Linked DNA regions of Manis pentadactyla: region 2 is linked to region 1. The links are chromatin contacts, called in public Hi-C maps. All regions are on one chromosome and are shown on one strand. Each heading gives the region's core, a stretch centred on a gene start, on an enhancer-like site or on the middle of the called end of the contact. The rest is flanking DNA. Distances are from core to core; before and after follow the strand shown.

Region 1 (4,602 bases), core at 528-3,027:
ATGAGAACAAAGTGCGGGTCGTGCCCGGCTGCCAGGCGGCCGCCGGCTGTGAGCGCAAAGCCCGCGACTGCTCACCGCGGCTCGCACCGGGCAGGACCACCGATCCGCCCGACGCAAGCCTAATTCAGGCAGCAAGGAGCCCCCGGCACCGCCGCGCCCAACAGGAAAGGGAAGCGCGAGCCGCTGCTTCCCGGACTCACGCCCTTTAATTCGGGGACATCCTCGGGGGTTGAGGTCAATCAGGAGAAGGGGCCCAGCCCGACGCGCTGCTCCGAGAGGAGGCAGACGCGGGGGAAACACACTTAAATGCCGGGGCGGCTGGCGGAGCTCGCCTGGGCCAGACCAGACCAGACGCCGCAGCGACCCCGGAGCGCCGCGGCCGCCAGCCCGTCGTCGAAGCCCAAAAAGCGGCCGCCGAGGGCCATTAAAATGTATTCCCCTACCCTCAAATCGAGGGGGCGGGAGCGGAGAAGAGGAGAAAGAAAGAGGAGCGAGCAAGAGACGAGAGGAGAGAAAAGGCAGAGCGCCGAGCGCGGCCCGGCCGCCGGCTCGGCCCCGGCCGGCATTGTCTGTGCGGCCCGCGCCCCCTCCCCCGCCCCGCACGGCACGGCCCCGCCACACACACCCTCCGCCGGAGCCGGCCGGCCGCCCGTGCCTTTGTCCACATCCACTCCTCCGAGGCGGCGAGCTGCCCTCCAGGACGTGCCCCCTGGAGGAGGGTGGGGAGCCCGACTCCGACCCTGCCGACCCCACGGCGGGGCGCGTCCTGCTGATTCATTTCCCACTCGCGCTGGCCCGTCCGGGGAGAAGGGGGGCGGGGACGGGCGGGAGGGAAATGGGCTCTCCGGAGCACCGTCCTGGCCGGTGTGGACGCGCGCCGAGCTGAGGGGCTCCCCGGAGGAATGGAGGAGGACACCCCCGAGCCCCCGAGGGACTGACGGACGGACCACCCCGCAGTTGCCGGTGACTCACCGACTTGCAGAACGTTGTCGACGCAGCCGCTCTCCAGCAGCGCGATACCCCGGCGGAAGGGCAGCCGTGTCTCGTCGCCGCCGTCCGCCGCCCCGGCAGCCCCCACCGACGGGGTCCCGGCCCCTGCGGCGGCGGCGGCAGCAGCGGCGGCGGCGGCCGAGGTGGCGGCCGGCGAGGACGAGGAGCCGCCGCCGCCGCCGCCGCCTCCGCCGCCCGCGCCGCCGGGGCCGCCGCTGTCGTCTCCGGGGCCGCCCGCGGCGCCGCCGCCGGTGTTGAAGGAAGAGTACATGCAGATCTCCCGCTCGCTGCGGGGGAAGGACCAATAGACGATGCGGCGCTGCACCGGCTCCGGGATGCGCTCGAAGCGCTCCTCCACGCGCTGGAACGGCCACTTCTCGGCCACCTTGCGCGCCGCGATGTCCAGCAGCGACTCGGGGCTCTGGGTCTTACCCGGCGGCAGCAGCCCCAGCGCCGCGCCGCCCCCGCACGCCGCCGCAGCTGCACCTCCAGCTCGCGGGCCCGGCCGACAGATAGAGCTATAGCCACCACCCGCTCCTGCGCCGCCGCTGCCGCCGCCGCCGCCGCCGCCGCCGCCGCCCGGCCGGCAGCAGAGTCGTTTCGCGGGAGGAGGCTGCTGTCCGCGCTCCGCCATGACCGCGCCGCTTCTAACCCGACAGCGGAAGTGCCAGGACCCTATAAACGGCACAAGGAAGCGCGACACGTACACGCTGCCGCGACGCCACGCTGCCATCTAGGGCCCGCCGCTCCTTTTACGGGCACAAAAGGTGGGGCCTTTTCCGTGACGCAAAAGCTAAGGCGGGGCACCGATAGGGGAAACCTAGGGCCAGAGGCGGAGTCTATGCAAATCGCTGGGCTGTAACATAAATAGAGCACTCGGCGGACACAGGGGTAGGCGGAGGCGGTGGGTTTGGATGCCCGAAGGGTTGTGAGAATGTCAGGCTGCTGTGACGCGGGGAGGCGGGGCTCAGGCGGGGTTCCCGCGGGAGGGGGGCCGCCGGGCCGGGCCGAAGGTGGGTGGGTCTCTGCGCCCCCCTGCCTCCTCGACTTCCCTCTCCAATTCCCGTTCTCCTTTTGATGTCCTGCAAGTGAGGACGCGCCTTTCGGGTCGTAGCGCGAGGGAAGGGGAAATGGGAGAAGAGCCAAGGGAGGGGTCCGGGCTAAGTAGGGGGCGGGGCCCGCGGGCCTATGCCCCACCCCCCGTCAGAGCCTGCCCGCCGGGGAAAAGCCTTTGGGCGAAGGAGGCGCTTTCAAAACAAAGAAATGCGGCGTGGAACCCGGGGGACGGTGGTGGAGAGGAAGGCGGAGGAGGTGCGGCCGAAGCCGCCCGGCCTCCGGCTTCCCCTCCAGCCAGCCCGGGGGAACTCTCTCCACCCCCAGCTGGGGCTGCGGCGGCGAGGAGAGGGAGGAGGCTGGGCTCGGAGGCTGTTTTCCAGTTCACTTATGCAGACCCGGGTGAGGGAGGCGAGCGTCTGCTCCACTGCCCCTCGTGGCTGCGGCGCACCCAGCCCTGAATCCCGCGTACGCTCTCTCCCGGCGGCCGGGCCGGGGGCCGAGACAACCAAAGTGTCCGCAAACGCGTAGAGCGCTCCGAACCTGGCCCGCAGCTGTGGGACACGCGTCCGGAGCTGGCCACAGCCTTTCCGCCCTCGCGGTCCCTGAGCCCCGCGGGCGAGGAAGCCGGCCCACTCGTTGACGCGGAGCTAGGGAACTTGAACCGGCTCTCGTCACGGCCGCGCCGCCGATACCCCAGTCCAGGCCCGGGGTGCGATTGATCGGGGCGGAGGGTCCACCTGGGCAGTGCATTTTACAAACACACCTTTGTGAGTACTCACGCCACGGGAGCGCGCGCACAGCCCAGCCGGCGGCGGACGGCGGCTGAGCGCGCCCGGTGCCCACTTAGGTCTGCGACCCGGCTTGGCCCCGGACGCCCTGCTGCGGGGAGCCACTGCGAGCGTTCTCTGCAGCCTCGGCAGCTCCCGAACGGCCCATCGTCCGGCAGAAAGGCAGCGCGGGGGGGCAGGCAAGCCTGAGTGAACGAAGAGTGCAGCTCGCTGGTGCGAAGGCGTCGGCGAAGGTAAAGCGAGTCCCATGCTAAATGAACAGGCAGCCCTGTGGACATGGTTCTTCGCACTACACAGAGCTTGGTCAAATCTGGGTTCAAGCCTCGGACTTAATTACTACGTGAGAGTTGTCCTTACTCTTTACCCCACCTACTGTTTTTACTGTAAAACGTGTTACTGATACTGTCGCTATTGTGAAAGATAAGCCCTAGCTGTATCTGCTTTGACACTTTCGCATCTCTTAAGGTTATTGGCTGGTGCCCACCTGCCTGCAATCGTTGCCTGGATTTAACTTAAAGGGATAGAACGCTTCCCAGGTTTAAAATAGCCCACTCAGGACTGAGGAGCGGGAAACCTCGAGCTCCAGGTCTTGGCTCTTTCCCTCGTCAGACCTTACCAAGCCCCAGACTGTAGGTAGGTCCTAGGGGAAGAGACGCTGGCACACTTTCCATAGCTGCCTTGCTTGTTAGGAAAATTTTGGTGACATTATGTTTTTGTATATCCGTCTGGTGTTTTTCTGGGCATCTCCTCAATGCTTAGGAAAAGGCCTGAGGAGAAAACTGGAAGAATATGTGGGCAAATGGGATGGGACAGCTCTTTCCTCCAGTTCCATTTCTGAACCTCTTAAAAAATAATAATGTTTATATTTTTTTAAACATAGTAATAAAAGAAAGAAAAGTAAAATACAATATGGGCTTTATTCTGTACTCAAGTACACTCATGATAGGACTTAGGCTTGTATAATAGCGTGTAGATTACCAAGCATTTCATACATACAGGCACTGGAAAATACACACAGGATTGCTAAACTGGAAAGTTAAAGATGACAAAACAGGTGCCCCCAGACACAGTGACTCACTCATTCAGTGTCATAGGAGGTGTTAGTGGAAGAAATTAATTATTATTGAAAAGGAAAATAAACACCTTTGGAGGTGCCTAACATTCGGAGATGTTAAATGTAATGAACCAGAGACTGGATTTAAGGCATCATCCTATATTGAAGGGAATCTAGTTTAACTCTCAAATTCAAGGAAGAATCCAGAACCACCAGCTCAGCCTGACCCAGTTTTCCTTCTGCAGCCCCTTACACTGAGACCACTCTCTCCCTCCCTCTTTCCTGTCCCTCCAACCTCTCCACCTGATTCCTCTCTGCCTTGTTCTTGATTGTCTCTTCCTCCAAACTGTTTAACGTACCACCCCGCTGTATAACCTATCATGTTCCTCTTCTCCACGTTTGGTGACCTACCCCTTGGAGTCTCCACCATTACCAATTTCCAGCCATGGCCTCTGCTTCAGCTCACTGATCTCTTCCTACTGGTCAGCTCCGTTTTCCACTGTCATGAAGAGTGCCCATGCCCACCTGAAACCCAAAGTACTGCCTTTCCCTGAAAAACAGGTTCTCTTCCTTTCCCTAGGTTACCTCTCTTGCTACCTGTTCATAGGTTCCCAAGCTTTATTCCTCTTTGTGTTTGCCTGCAACTCCCATATGGGTTTACTCACTGTGTTGTCTATCCCAGCCCCTCTTGCTGCCCAGTCCATTATTCCTCTT
Region 2 (4,602 bases), core at 1,313-3,812, 330 kb after region 1:
ACAGACATATTAGCAGCATACAATGATTCTCCTACATCATCAATAAAAGCCTGATTTTCTCACATCCAGAATATACGAATTCAAAATATCAAGCCAATTGAAGTAGAAATTGGCATAAGCACTTTGGAAAACAATTTGTTATCAATAAAGTTAAAGATAAACATATCCTTTGACTAATAAATTATGCTATTTTAGGACAGAAAATATTTTTTTATTTAAATCTTTCTGTAATGATATTATATTTTCCTTGAAATGAAATGACACAATGAAATTGATACAAAATTTTTTAACAGGCAAAAATTTGAACAGATGCATCATCAAAAATCTATGGATGGTAAAATAAGTACATGAAAGGATTCTCAACATTCTCAGCCATTAGGAAAATGAAAATCAAAACCACAATGAGATACCTCTATGTACCTAGTAGAATGGCAAAAATAAACATAAAAACAGACAATACCAAGTGATAGTGAGGATATGAATCTAGAACTTTCACGTATTGCTGGCAGGAAGGCAAAATAATATTGCCAATTTGGAAAATGGTGTGGTAGTTTCTTATAAAGTTATATATACATTAACCACACAACACAGTAATCCCCTCCTAGGTATTTACTCAAGAGAAATGAAAACTTAGTCACATAAAATCCTGTGTGGGCAAAAACTAGAAACAACCCAAATGCCCTTCATTTGACGAGTGAATAAAAAACGGTGGTACACCCATATAATGGACTACTACTTAGCAATAAGAAGAAACAACTACTGACACATGGATCAATCTCCACTGCATTATGCTATATGAAATAAGCTAGATTCAAAAGACTACACCCTGTGTAATTCTTTTTAAATGACGTTCTGGAAAAGGCCAAACTATAGGGCCATAAAACAGACCAGTTGTTGCCAAGGGCTTGTATGGAGTGAGGGAATGAACACTGAGGGTTAGTAGGAAATTTCTGGGGTGATAGAACTGTATCTTGATTATGTGATAGTTACATGACTCTAGCCTTTGTCAAAAATCATACAACCATACACCAAAAAGGGCGATTATTACTGCAAGTAAAGGATACATCAATAAAAAAAAGTCAGTCTGATGTTCTGTACATTTTTTAACAGTACTGACATCTTATGGAAGCAAAACACCTTTCCCTTGCAATCTGTCAAGAAATACTTCACCACCATGCCAAGTTCTTTGTGGACTTTTTAAAAAAGATATATTCCCTGCCCTGACAGAGTATATAAGTTCATTAGGGAAACAAGCCTAAGATATTAAAATAAGTTACTTTATTTTATTTATTTTGCTTAGAAAAAGGCTAAGCAAAACAATTTTGAGTGATAAATCATCCAATGCACTTTGTGCTCTACCAGAAAGGAAGGAAGGACTCATTCCCTTTGTCAAGAGATACAGGGAATGAATGGAAAACAATTTTGGAAATATTTTAGGCCCGCTCGATATAATTGCTATCATCATCCCCTCTAACTTTTAAGTGAGGAGACTGAGACTGGGGAAGGATATTTTGTCCATGATCCCTCAGCTATTAGGTGTCAGTGCTGAAATTCTTATACAAGACTTTCTCACCCCAAAGCCTGAGATCCTTTGCATCCCAGTGATGGAACAACAGAGAAGAGGTTATGAAGGCTGCTACCTGGTGTGATTTTAACGGAGAAGAACACCCCTTAGCTCCCTAAACTCCACTATTTCGCATGAAACCTACACAGAAGCACAACGGTTAAGAGCCACCAATCTTAAAGTGAGTTCAACGGGTCTTGGAGTGTGAACTCATGGTAAAGGTTAACATGGAGCCCTGTGGGGATCTCCTTTCCATGGTCAATGTGCACGGACCTACTTCTGACCAGTTTTGGTTGTGAGGAAGGTGATGCGAGAGGCCAGCACCTGAGTTACTTAGGTAAGAGGTAAACAATTAGAAAGGAAAGCGGAGGCGCTCCAGTTACACCTCTTCAATTACACCCCTCGGCCTGGTCGCAAGGGGGCAAAGGAGGAAGAAAGCCATTTGCCGCTCCTCCCGAGGGCCTTTGGTAGATCTCGTGGACTTGTCCCCGTCCAGTCGCCCAGCGGCAAGGACCTGCCGGGGCGCCCTCCGCGCGGGAGGACAGGTGTGCGGGCTCGCGCTGGCGCGACCGGGCGAAGCGGACCACGGCGCAGCGGCACAGGGCCGGGCACAGGGAGTGCGGGGCCGCGCGCGGAGGCGCTCCGGGACAGGCGCCAGAGTGAACGGGTTTCCCCTCGTGTGACATCTTGTGTGTCGCACGTTGCGCTCGTTCCCGAGGCGCTCTCACTTTCCCCTCTTACTGACCGCGCAACCGCTGCCCTCACTCTCCCCTCACCTCTCCAGTTCTTGTACTCCGGGATATAGTAGTATTTGTTACCGAACCGGTCTGTGCCCACCTGCTTCTTCACTTCCTTTGACAGCGATCTGCGCAGGGCGCGGAAAACACTCTGAACCCAAGCCATGCGCTCTGCGTACTGCGAGGGGCAGTGGGACCCGCTGGGACCCCTGCAGCAACGCCCCAGCCGCCGACTCCGCCCGCGACCGCCTCCCCGCCCGCCCTCCAGTAACGGCGCCCACAACTGGCCGGAGGGCATCGCCGCCCGACCAACGGGAGGCTACGCTGTTGGACCCGCCTCCGAGCTGTCATGGCGGCGTGCCACGGCCCGTTCTCTGTGACGGAACGGTATGCTGGGGTTTCTGTCGGCGCGGCAAGCGGGCCTGGACGAACCTCTTCGCCTCCGTAGAGCAGTGTCCACACGGAGGTAAAGGAATTTAACTCTTCTCTCTAACAGGCCACTTTAAATCCGGTCCATTCTCTGTATTAGCCCGGTTTCACACTTTCCCGCTTCATTGTCACTTTCCTCCCACCAAACTCGGCTTTACTTTCTCTTCTGCTCCGTGGCCTGAGAAAATAAAGTACCTTTCTGTAACTCCGGGGGGAAAATCCTGGGGCGAAATACCTTTCAGGGAGAAATAAAGTGGAAGAAACCCCTTTATTTCTTACAAGCAGCCCACATCTAACCCTCCCGTGTCTCTGGCTACTCGGCTGTAGGAGAAGAGGCACCACCCAACCTCTTGTCCAGATAAGCCCTCGCTCGCCCTAATAATTACATATTGATACGGAGGTTGACTACTTCTCCCCACCCGATGGAAACAACTATTTTGTGTAGATGCACTAAAGCCAGGAAAGAGTTTCTGGATATATTGCAATTTTACCCACAGCCCACCCCTCCAAAAATTTCGCCTCACAATCTACTTGCTCCCCATCTTCCACAATGGCCCCTGTGCCAGAAAACTGGAGCACTGTAACCAGGCTAATAACATACAATAGCAACAGCAATAAAATCATGATAATCCTCAAGCCAAAGGAATCTGCTAAATTCAAAATCCATAACTCGCCCATTCTACAGGCAGTCAGTAGCTGAACCAGTAGGAAGTTGACAGCAATGATCAAGGGGCAGCTGCAGCCAAGCGGTGGGTCCAGGACACAAGGACTGTAGAAGAAAATAAGCTTAAGGACGACAAGATACATGTTTTAATGACATCAGCATAGGCAAATCTTGTCCATCAGGTAGGACATGCAAGAGAGTGGTCCTGTGATAGGACAGTGGCAGGAATGGAATCTCATCTAGTATACCAGACTTTCACCCCCCTCTCTGTGGGAGTTACAGATGGGTCAATATATAGGACTACAGGAGGTACATGCACTAGCCATAAAGTTAAAACAAAACTTCCCCATAAGATGTTTTACCTCCGGGATGTTTTTGGTACACTACCATTATCTTAGGGGGCCACTCAGCTTCCAGGTTTTTTCCCCAAGGTGCCAGAAGGGCCAGCCATCGCTGGTCCATGTGTCAAAATGTCCAGGGCCACATCCACTCAATAGAGTCTCCAGGGTTTAATGCAGTTGGGGCTGGCAGCAGGATGTTGCTCTGCTGGCCATATCCTGGCTTCAATAAATCCTCTTTGGTTTGCACATACAGTTGTACAGGAGAGGCAGCAATGTGTGTCAGCATGTCCACAGGGCTCAAGGCTCCTTTCTGGGGCTTCTCATTCATACGCCTTAGCACTGTCCATAAACGAACTGACCAGCCCCATTAGACTATTGGTATCCGACTCTAGGCCAGATTTCAACAAACCATTGTTCCTCTTTATCATGCCTGTTCGGTAGGGTTATATGGCACATGAAACTTCCACTTTATTCCTATTTGCTGCAACTATTCCTGTAACGCATGTCCAGGAAAGCGGGTGCCTTGATCACTCTCAGTCATCTGCAGCCAGCCATAGGCTGCAAAGAGAATCTCTAGGCCCCTTTTGGTGGTTTGCTGATCTGCATGACGTGAAGGAAAAGCAACCAACAGTTTGGTAGCTGTGTCCACACAAGTCATGGCATACTGATACCCTTCTGATATGGGCAGAGGCCCAATATAGTCTATCTGCCACCTGATGAGGGGCATTGGCCCCTTTACTATTTTCCCATGTTGCTGTGGGACTCACTGTAAGTCCCTCTTAGAGCACACAAGGCTCTCCTTCCGCGTTCAACAGCAAGCCCCACTGATGTGCTACAGCCCACATTGTCTTTGCCCCCTGTGCAACA

What was found. Hi-C and Micro-C count contacts between places; a contact is called where the count stands out from the background.
Region 2: a Hi-C map of fibroblasts shows a contact between it and region 1, with 2.9 times the contacts expected there. The contact joins the promoter of NDUFAF2 here to the promoter of ZSWIM6 in region 1. A contact is called at or near these places in 2 of 3 Hi-C or Micro-C datasets (fibroblasts and skin fibroblasts).

The regions. Positions count from the first base shown.
Region 1 is chr2:94,904,000-94,908,601 of mManPen7.hap1, forward strand. It overlaps ZSWIM6 (zinc finger SWIM-type containing 6), which reads right to left and starts at 1,778. Exons shown (of 14, transcript XM_057494931.1): 1 at 973-1,778. The coding sequence starts at 1,723.
Region 2 is chr2:95,229,916-95,234,517 of mManPen7.hap1, forward strand. NDUFAF2 (NADH:ubiquinone oxidoreductase complex assembly factor 2) reads right to left here and starts at 2,563. Exons shown (of 4, transcript XM_036901810.2): 1 at 2,341-2,563. The coding sequence starts at 2,467. It overlaps ERCC8 (ERCC excision repair 8, CSA ubiquitin ligase complex subunit), which reads left to right and starts at 2,611. Exons shown (of 11, transcript XM_057494946.1): 1 at 2,611-2,767. The coding sequence starts at 2,691. All of the region lies in intron 1 of LOC130681673 (a long non-coding RNA gene), which reads left to right.